Regions from separate parts of the Ovis aries genome. Here region 2 is linked to region 1. A link is a contact called in public Hi-C data. All regions are on one chromosome and are shown on one strand. The core of a region is the stretch at or near the end of the contact, and the rest is flanking DNA. Distances in the headings are between cores, read along the strand shown. Region 1 holds the start of ELN (elastin). Region 2 holds the start of TMEM270 (transmembrane protein 270).

Evidence for each region. Hi-C and Micro-C count contacts between places; a contact is called where the count stands out from the background.
Region 2: a Hi-C map of muscle shows a contact between it and region 1, with 6 times the contacts expected there. The contact joins the promoter of TMEM270 here to the promoter of ELN in region 1. A contact is called at or near these places in 5 of 16 Hi-C or Micro-C datasets (hypothalamus, liver, mixed tissues and 2 more).

Annotation. Positions count from the first base shown.
Region 1 is chr24:33,768,645-33,772,324 of ARS-UI_Ramb_v3.0, forward strand. ELN (elastin) reads right to left here and starts at 2,320. Exons shown (of 33, transcript XM_060405909.1): 1 at 2,180-2,320. The coding sequence starts at 2,261.
Region 2 is chr24:33,906,050-33,909,437 of ARS-UI_Ramb_v3.0, forward strand. TMEM270 (transmembrane protein 270) reads right to left here and starts at 1,743. Exons shown (of 6, transcript XR_009598392.1): 1 at 1,633-1,743.

The sequences.
Region 1 (3,680 bases), core at 1,070-3,569:
TGGGTCCAGACAACCCTTCCATTGCAGAGCCTTCCTGGGTTGTCCCTGTTTTGTCTCCATGGCAACATGGTTCTTTGGGACTGGGGGACCCATGAGGGTGACATCCTTCAGGACGGCCGGGCAGGTGTGAGTGTGTGTGTGCTTGTGCGAACCTGTGCATGTGGGAGGGGGCCCCTCCTTTGGGAGGCTCTGGGCACAAACCCCAGAAGACCGCATCAGTTCACACACCCCTTATTTGGACCCGGCTACTCTACCACCCGGGACAGAGCTGAGATTTATGTTTGCAAAAAAAGAACAGGGCCAGCAGAGCATTTAGCCTGGTCATTGAGGGTACATTCTTCTTAGGGCAGGCCCACCCTGGAGTACTCAGTCCCAGGCCTGCTCCTTCCCAAATGCCGCTTGGAACCTGGCCCCCACCTCCCTCATCCTTTAGCCCAGGGATGAGCTGGCTGGTACTCACCCCCTGGTGCTGCCTTAGCCTGCCTCAGCCTCAACCTCCCTGTTTGTGGAGCGTAGATAAAAATTCTCTACTCTTAGGGTTTCTGCGGGGGCTAGGTGTCATGCTCTAGCGAGGAGCCGTCTCTGGGAAGGCAGGTGTTCAGGGGCCAGACTCCGGGGAGGAGGTTCAGATGGGACCCGAGCTGCCATCTCAGGCCCGGGGACGGCTGCTGCCCTGGGATGGTCTCTCTGCCCCCCGCAGGGCCCCACCTGATGCTGCGCCAGCATCCCTCAGCTTTGTCCAGATTCGGGAGCTGACCTCTGTGCAGGAAGCCCCTGCTCCCAGCGGTCCTGCCCTGCTGGTCAATCTCACGGAAACAGCTGCTGCCCCTGCCCAGCTCCTGCTCCTGCCCTCCAGCCTGGCCCTGTTCCACCCAGTGGCTCCCCCCCATCCCGACACTGGACCCCACTGGTTCTCACGGCAAAGAGGACTCTCCTGGAAACCAGACCCCACCCAGGCTACCCCACCAAAGGTTCAGGAGCCTGCCTGCACCTCTCTCTCCCCACGGCCAGGAGCACCTCCGGGGGACGCTGGGGGACCACTCCCAGAGTCCCCCCCAAGGCGCGTAGCAACCCGGAGAGGGGCGTCCTCTGGGACCAGGGCAGGGAGCATGCCAGGCGGCCCAGGGGTGCCCCCAGGTTCACGCAGGCTCCCAGCACTCAGGGCTCTCCCTCTGCCAGGAGACAGATACCTCCTCCAGCTTCCTTGTCCTCGCTGGTGTTCCATACCACACACACTTGCATGCACACACTCACACGCACGCACGTGCTCAGTGACAAACCACACCCAGTGACACCTGGACACCAGATCGCCTCTGGGGACACGCCTGTTGGGTGGCAGACTTTTGCACATGCTAACAGGCACTTTCGCATATCCTATAACACTCCTCCTTCCAACACACACACACACACACACACACACTCACACACAAACACACACACCTGTCCGGGGATGAACCTGTGAACATTCATCCCCTCCCAGAAGCCTCTTCCTTTATCTGATGACACGATCGGACATATACAGACCATGCATACCTGCGCAAGGGCATGTAACACACTCGTGCACACACGCACATTCACACACTTACACACATGCTCAGAAGTCCCAGCCTTTCTCATCAGGGACAGACCACAGCGGCAGCTTTCCAACCCGCAATCCTGCAATCAACTTAACCCTGACATCACCCGGAGCAGGTCCCGACTTCCCAGGGGACGAGGAACCTGCCGAGGTCAGAGAGCTCACTGCCGCAGAGCTGGCCTGCAGCCCAGGTCCCCTGTCCCTGGGGCACGTGTGCACAACCACTGGGTCCACAGGTGTGCCAACTGCCGGTGCTCACAGACCCAAAGGGACCTCGTCAGCCCTTCCCCAGCGTGCTCGGGACCCCCATCCTGAGAGAGCCCCCCAGGACAGAGCAAGGTTCATCCGCTCTGTGGGGGCAGCAGAAGCCGGCGCTGGTCTGGGACCATTCTGAGTCTCGGGGCAAACGTATGACAGGTTTCTGCTCTGCACGGCTGGCTCCCAGGAGGGGTGGTTCCGAGGGTCCAGTGGCTGAGGGGCTCCTGCCTGGGCCCCCTCTTGAGGGTGCTGGGAGGGCAGGGCGCCCTCTCGTCGGTCGGTCCAGCCACCTGAGCGGGCGGCCCCAGGGCTGCGGGTCCTTCGGGGGAACAGGGTGAGGCCTACCTCCGGGCTGCGAGGGGTGAAGGATGCACAGCAGGAGCAGGAGGACTCCGGGCCGCCGAGCCGCAGCCGTCAGACCCGCCATCTCGGGGAGAAATGCCCCAGCCCGCTCTCTGCGCCTCGTTTTATCCCCAAAGCGTAATTGCTGCCTCGTCGGCTGCGAGGGAAGGAGGGAGGGAGAGAGGGCGGGCGGGAAGGCGGGAGAAGGGGGCGGCCTCGGGGAGGGGGCCACGGGGAGGGGGCAATTACGAAAGGCCGGCTTGCAAGCCTCCCAGGCTGGGTCTGACTGGACTGGACTGTGGGCTCTTTTTTTTTTTTTTTTCCCTTAAAACACACACGCGCACATACACACGCGCGCACACACACACACAGAGTTTCCCCCCATCTCTCTCTTGCTTTCCCTCTGCGGCTGTTCTTTCGCTGCTGGCCCTGTTCCCGCCAGAAAGTGCGAGGGGGGCCTCTGCCAGGACAGCCCTCGGGAGAGGAAGCAGGAGGGAGGGCCCTGCAGCCCGGCCAAAAATCCGGCCCCAGCCAAGGCCTGAGTGGCCAGGCCCCCGCCCCTCCGGCTGGGCCCCGGGCCCAGTGTGGGGACACAGGCCAGCTGTCCTGCGCCTCTGCCCCCCCACCTCGGCCCTCCAGACTCCCTCAACACTCCCAGACCCAGCCAGAGACAGGCCAAAGCTGGGGAGGGGGCTGTTGGTTGGACCTGGGGTCCAGGGTCCATCCAGGCCAGGGTCTGGAGAGGTCACGGGGCTGTGGGCAGAATGTCTGGGAAGGTGAGACCGTGTTGCTGCTGCCCCCGTGGGGCATCTGGGTGCAGGGAAGGGGCCCCTGATGCCCTGCAGGGCTCCATTCTCTGTGGGTTAAGGTCACAGCCTCCTGCCTGAGGCTGGGGAGTGGGTGATGGGTTGGTCTAGGATCCAGGTCTGCAGAGGCCAGGTGGCTGTGGGCAGAATGGCTTGGGGGTTGAGACCCTGTTGGTGTCATTCCCTGGGACATCGGGGGGTCACATTGGAGACTGATATATTACAGGGGCTCCGTCTGTCACGGGTGAAGATATAGCCCCCTGCAGTTTATGCGGGCCACAGTGTCTGGTTAAGATCAGGCTGGATCCCCAGGTGCCCTACAGAGAACCAGGGGGGCGGGGGAGCCCACTCAGACTGATAAGTGGCCCAACATCCCCCACCTGAATCACTCGGCCCCCACCTGTCCCAACGCCGAGCATCCCTAGAACCCAAACCAGACCTGGTAGCCCTCAGACTACCAGGTTTCTCCTTGTCCCAGGAGAATACCTGGGACTGACATTCCTCTGGCGGCCAGGAGGGGGAGGCCCTGAGCTGAAACAACTGGGACCAGCATTTCCAGAAGGACTTGGGCTGTCCTCGCCTGACTGAGGGATCGGGACCCTGGGGATTGAGGAGGTGAGATGGGGTGGGAAATGAGGGGGTCATGCCTCCCCACCTAAGTGGGGAAAAAATCTGGGGGCCAGAGGATAGGAGGGGGA
Region 2 (3,388 bases), core at 493-2,992, 140 kb after region 1:
CTAGTGTTTTTGCCTGGAGAATCCGATGGACAGAGGAGCTTGGGGAGCTACAGTCCACGGGTTGCAAAGGGTCAGACATGACTGAAGCGGCTTAGCAGGCCGGCAGGCAGGCAGGGTGGATGGACAGGTGGGTGAGTAGGTAGACAGGCTGAGAGACAGGTGTTTGAGTGGACAGATGGATGGATGAGTGGGGACATGAGTGACCAAGTGTATAAATGGATGCACAGGCCAGCTGCAGACTGGCTCAGGAATAACTCCTTTCTTCAGTTTCCTAAATCTCTGAAACGTGAGGCCCTGGCACCCCCCAGAGGCCAGAGTCTCTAACTACCCATCGTCCCTAAAAACCTTGGGCATCAGCAGTCTCAGGAAGAAGGCGCATGGACGCAGATGAAGTGAGGGATTCTAGGAAACAAACAAACAAACAAAAAATTGGGTCCAGTTCTGGTTCTTGCTCTGACTTATTCTGGGACCGAGGGAATGGATGTTTAAGCTTCTAGGCTCAATCGCATCTGGATGTCTGCGCTGGTAAGTGATTTAAACAAAACTATGTGTGTAAAGCGACTGAGGGGGCTTCCCTGGTGGCTTAGACAGTAAGGAATCTGCCTGCAATGCAGGAGGCCTGGGTTTGATTCCTGAGTGGGGAAGATTCCCTGAGTAGGCAATGGCAACCCACAACAGTACTCTTGCCTGGAGAATCCCATATACAGGGGAGCTTGGCAGGCTATAGTCTTTTTTTGTTTTGTGTTTTCCTTAGAAGATGCCTGAGAGGGTTACCTGGCACAAAGCGGGTGCTCACAGAAAGCGATTTCCTTCCTAGAGGAAGCCCTAGGGCACACACGGCTTAGTCACCAAGTCCTGTCCAACTCCTTGTGACCCCACGGACTGTAGCCCGCCAGGCTCCTCTGTCCATGGGGTTTCCCAGGCAAGAATACTAAAGTGGATTGCCATTTCCTCCTCCAGGAGATCTTCCCCACCCAGGGATCGAGAGCTTTGGCAGGTAGATTCTTTAACACTGAGCCACCTGGGAAGCCCCAGAGGACACACGCACCCCCATAAATGCACGTGTGAGTGCATGCCCACACACGCACACGCACACCCCTCCAGCCCAGTATGGAAGAGGGACCGAGGGTGAGACCCCAGGCCAGACCAGACAGGGGAGGCACAGGGGATACATTTATTCTCCAGGCTCTGGCAGGACTGGCCTGGCCTCGGGGGCTGGGGACCCAGGGGGCGGGGTCTCAGGCGAGAGCCCCAAGGCCTTCTGGGGCTCAGCCTCCTGGGCCTGGGCCAGCTGGGCTGTGTGCTCAAAGGCGGCCTGCAGCAGGTGGGAGGCAAGGCAGGTGGTCCAGGTGATGAGGTAGGCCAGGTGCCAGGAGGTGAGTGCTACTGTGCTCTCCACCCACCAGTACAGACTCTTCAGCAGCGCCAGTGACCTCTGCACCACGCAGTTCTCCAGCAGAGCCTGGGGGCGGCGGGGGGGGGGGGGGCAAGTGGATGGGCAGGCGGCTGTCCAGAGCTCACAAGCCATACTGCCTGGCCGCTAGGTGCTCCCCCCATGACCCCCCAGCCCAGCCCAGGCCCAGTGTCCCAGGTTTGCGCTCCCCAGCCCAGCCGGCAACCGCCCTCACCCACCTTCCTGGGCAGCCAGCCCAGGCTGCAGCACTGGGCTTTCCGGTACAGTCTCCAGACCAGCAGCAGCAACAGCAACGCAGCCAGCATCAGGCTGTGCAGACACGACAGGAACAGGTCCGTCCAGGTGGCTGCAGACAGGCCCAGCTGCTCCCAGGCCCCCAGCCACTTCGGGGCCAGGCCCAAGGCCCGGGCACAGCCCAGCAGGCCTGTCCACACCAGCCTGGGCACCCGCAGGGCCAGGCACACAGGGACCTCTAGCAGCGTCAGCCCAGCCCGGAGAACCCGGCCCACGGGGCAGCCGGCGATCCTGGGGGGGGGGTGGGACCCCTGGGCCTCCCGGGTCAGCCCCGACAGCCAGTGGTTGAAGAGGAAGATCTTGAGGAGCAGGAAGTTGTAGAGGTGGGCCCGGTTCTGGACGAGCTACAGGAAGGGGAGACCGTTGTCACCCGTTGCTGGTCACTTGCCACAGGGGCCTGACTGTCCCGGGCTTTACGGTGCGGGTGTGGCTGCCAGGCCATCCGGGGCCAGGCCCTCCCCTTCTCAAGGCCTGTTTCCCCCACCTCATGAGTGATCTTTATCTGTCCACTTGGAAGGACTCCATTCTCAGGAGGGAGATTTAGTAGGTGTCTCATATTATATTTGATTTTCTTTCCTCTGGGTTTTTTTCCCCCCCCCCGCCCCCGCCTTTTTTTTAGTCACACCAGGTGGCTTGCAGGATCTTAGTTCCCTGACTAAGGATCGAACCGGTGTCCCCTGCAGGGGAAGCACAGAGTCTTAACCGCTGGAACACCAGGAAATTCCCTTTCCTTTGGGTTTCAATGGTTATTTACCACCCTCCAGACTAAGGTCATGTTTGAAAAAGAGGGGTGGGAAGGTTTGAAAAAGGGGGGTGCTCTAAAGAAAACTCTGCGGCTCTGCGGCTTGGGGGTGAGGCTTCTGAAAGCTATGGGATTACTCCAGGAGGAGGGCAGCCACCTCATTTCACCAGCGGCATCCAGCAGCAGCTTTGGCCCTCGCCCCCCTGGCCCTCATCAACTCCCCCTCACCAGTGTGGACAGCTTCACCACCAGCAGCAGAGTCCCCGAGAGGCTGGATCTGACCGGAGGGACTGCCTCCATGTCTGGCCCTCCTTTCGCTTCTCCAGTGGAAGAAGCAGGGTGACCTCACAGACACCGCAGGGTGGGGACCAAGTTACCGTGGGGACCCAGTTGCCACGAAAGTCTCCCCTTTCCTTGCCTCCTGCCCCATCACTTCTCAAGAACTGGGGTACTTGTCTTCCGCATCCTGTCGCCTTCCTGATGGGAGACTGCTCCCAGAGACATCAACTCCACAAACTTCCGGTCAGCCCGGCACAGGCAGCGAAGGCAGCCCAAAGATGCTGTACCTCCCACCTCCTTCCAAAGCCTAAAGGACCAGAGACCCAGGAGACAGAGATCTTCACCCCAGGGCCGCAGGCGACAGGACGCTTGCAGGCAGATGGAAGCCTCAACCACCCAACTCTGAAAGCTCCTACCTAACCCCCTCTCATCCTTCTTGTATTTTGCTAAAAGATTGGTCTCATCACAAAGTAGAGAAGTCAGCTATAACCTTTATTCTCTGATCTGAGTGATGCGTCAGTGGCTTCCAAGACTCAGATGAGGGCAGGGGAGAGAAAACGTGCCCACAAAAGTCTTCAGAGCGTCTTGGAGAAAGGCATTCAGAGAGGGTAAGGGGGCAATTTACTGGGCGAGACCCCTGGGGGGCCACAGGCTGCCTG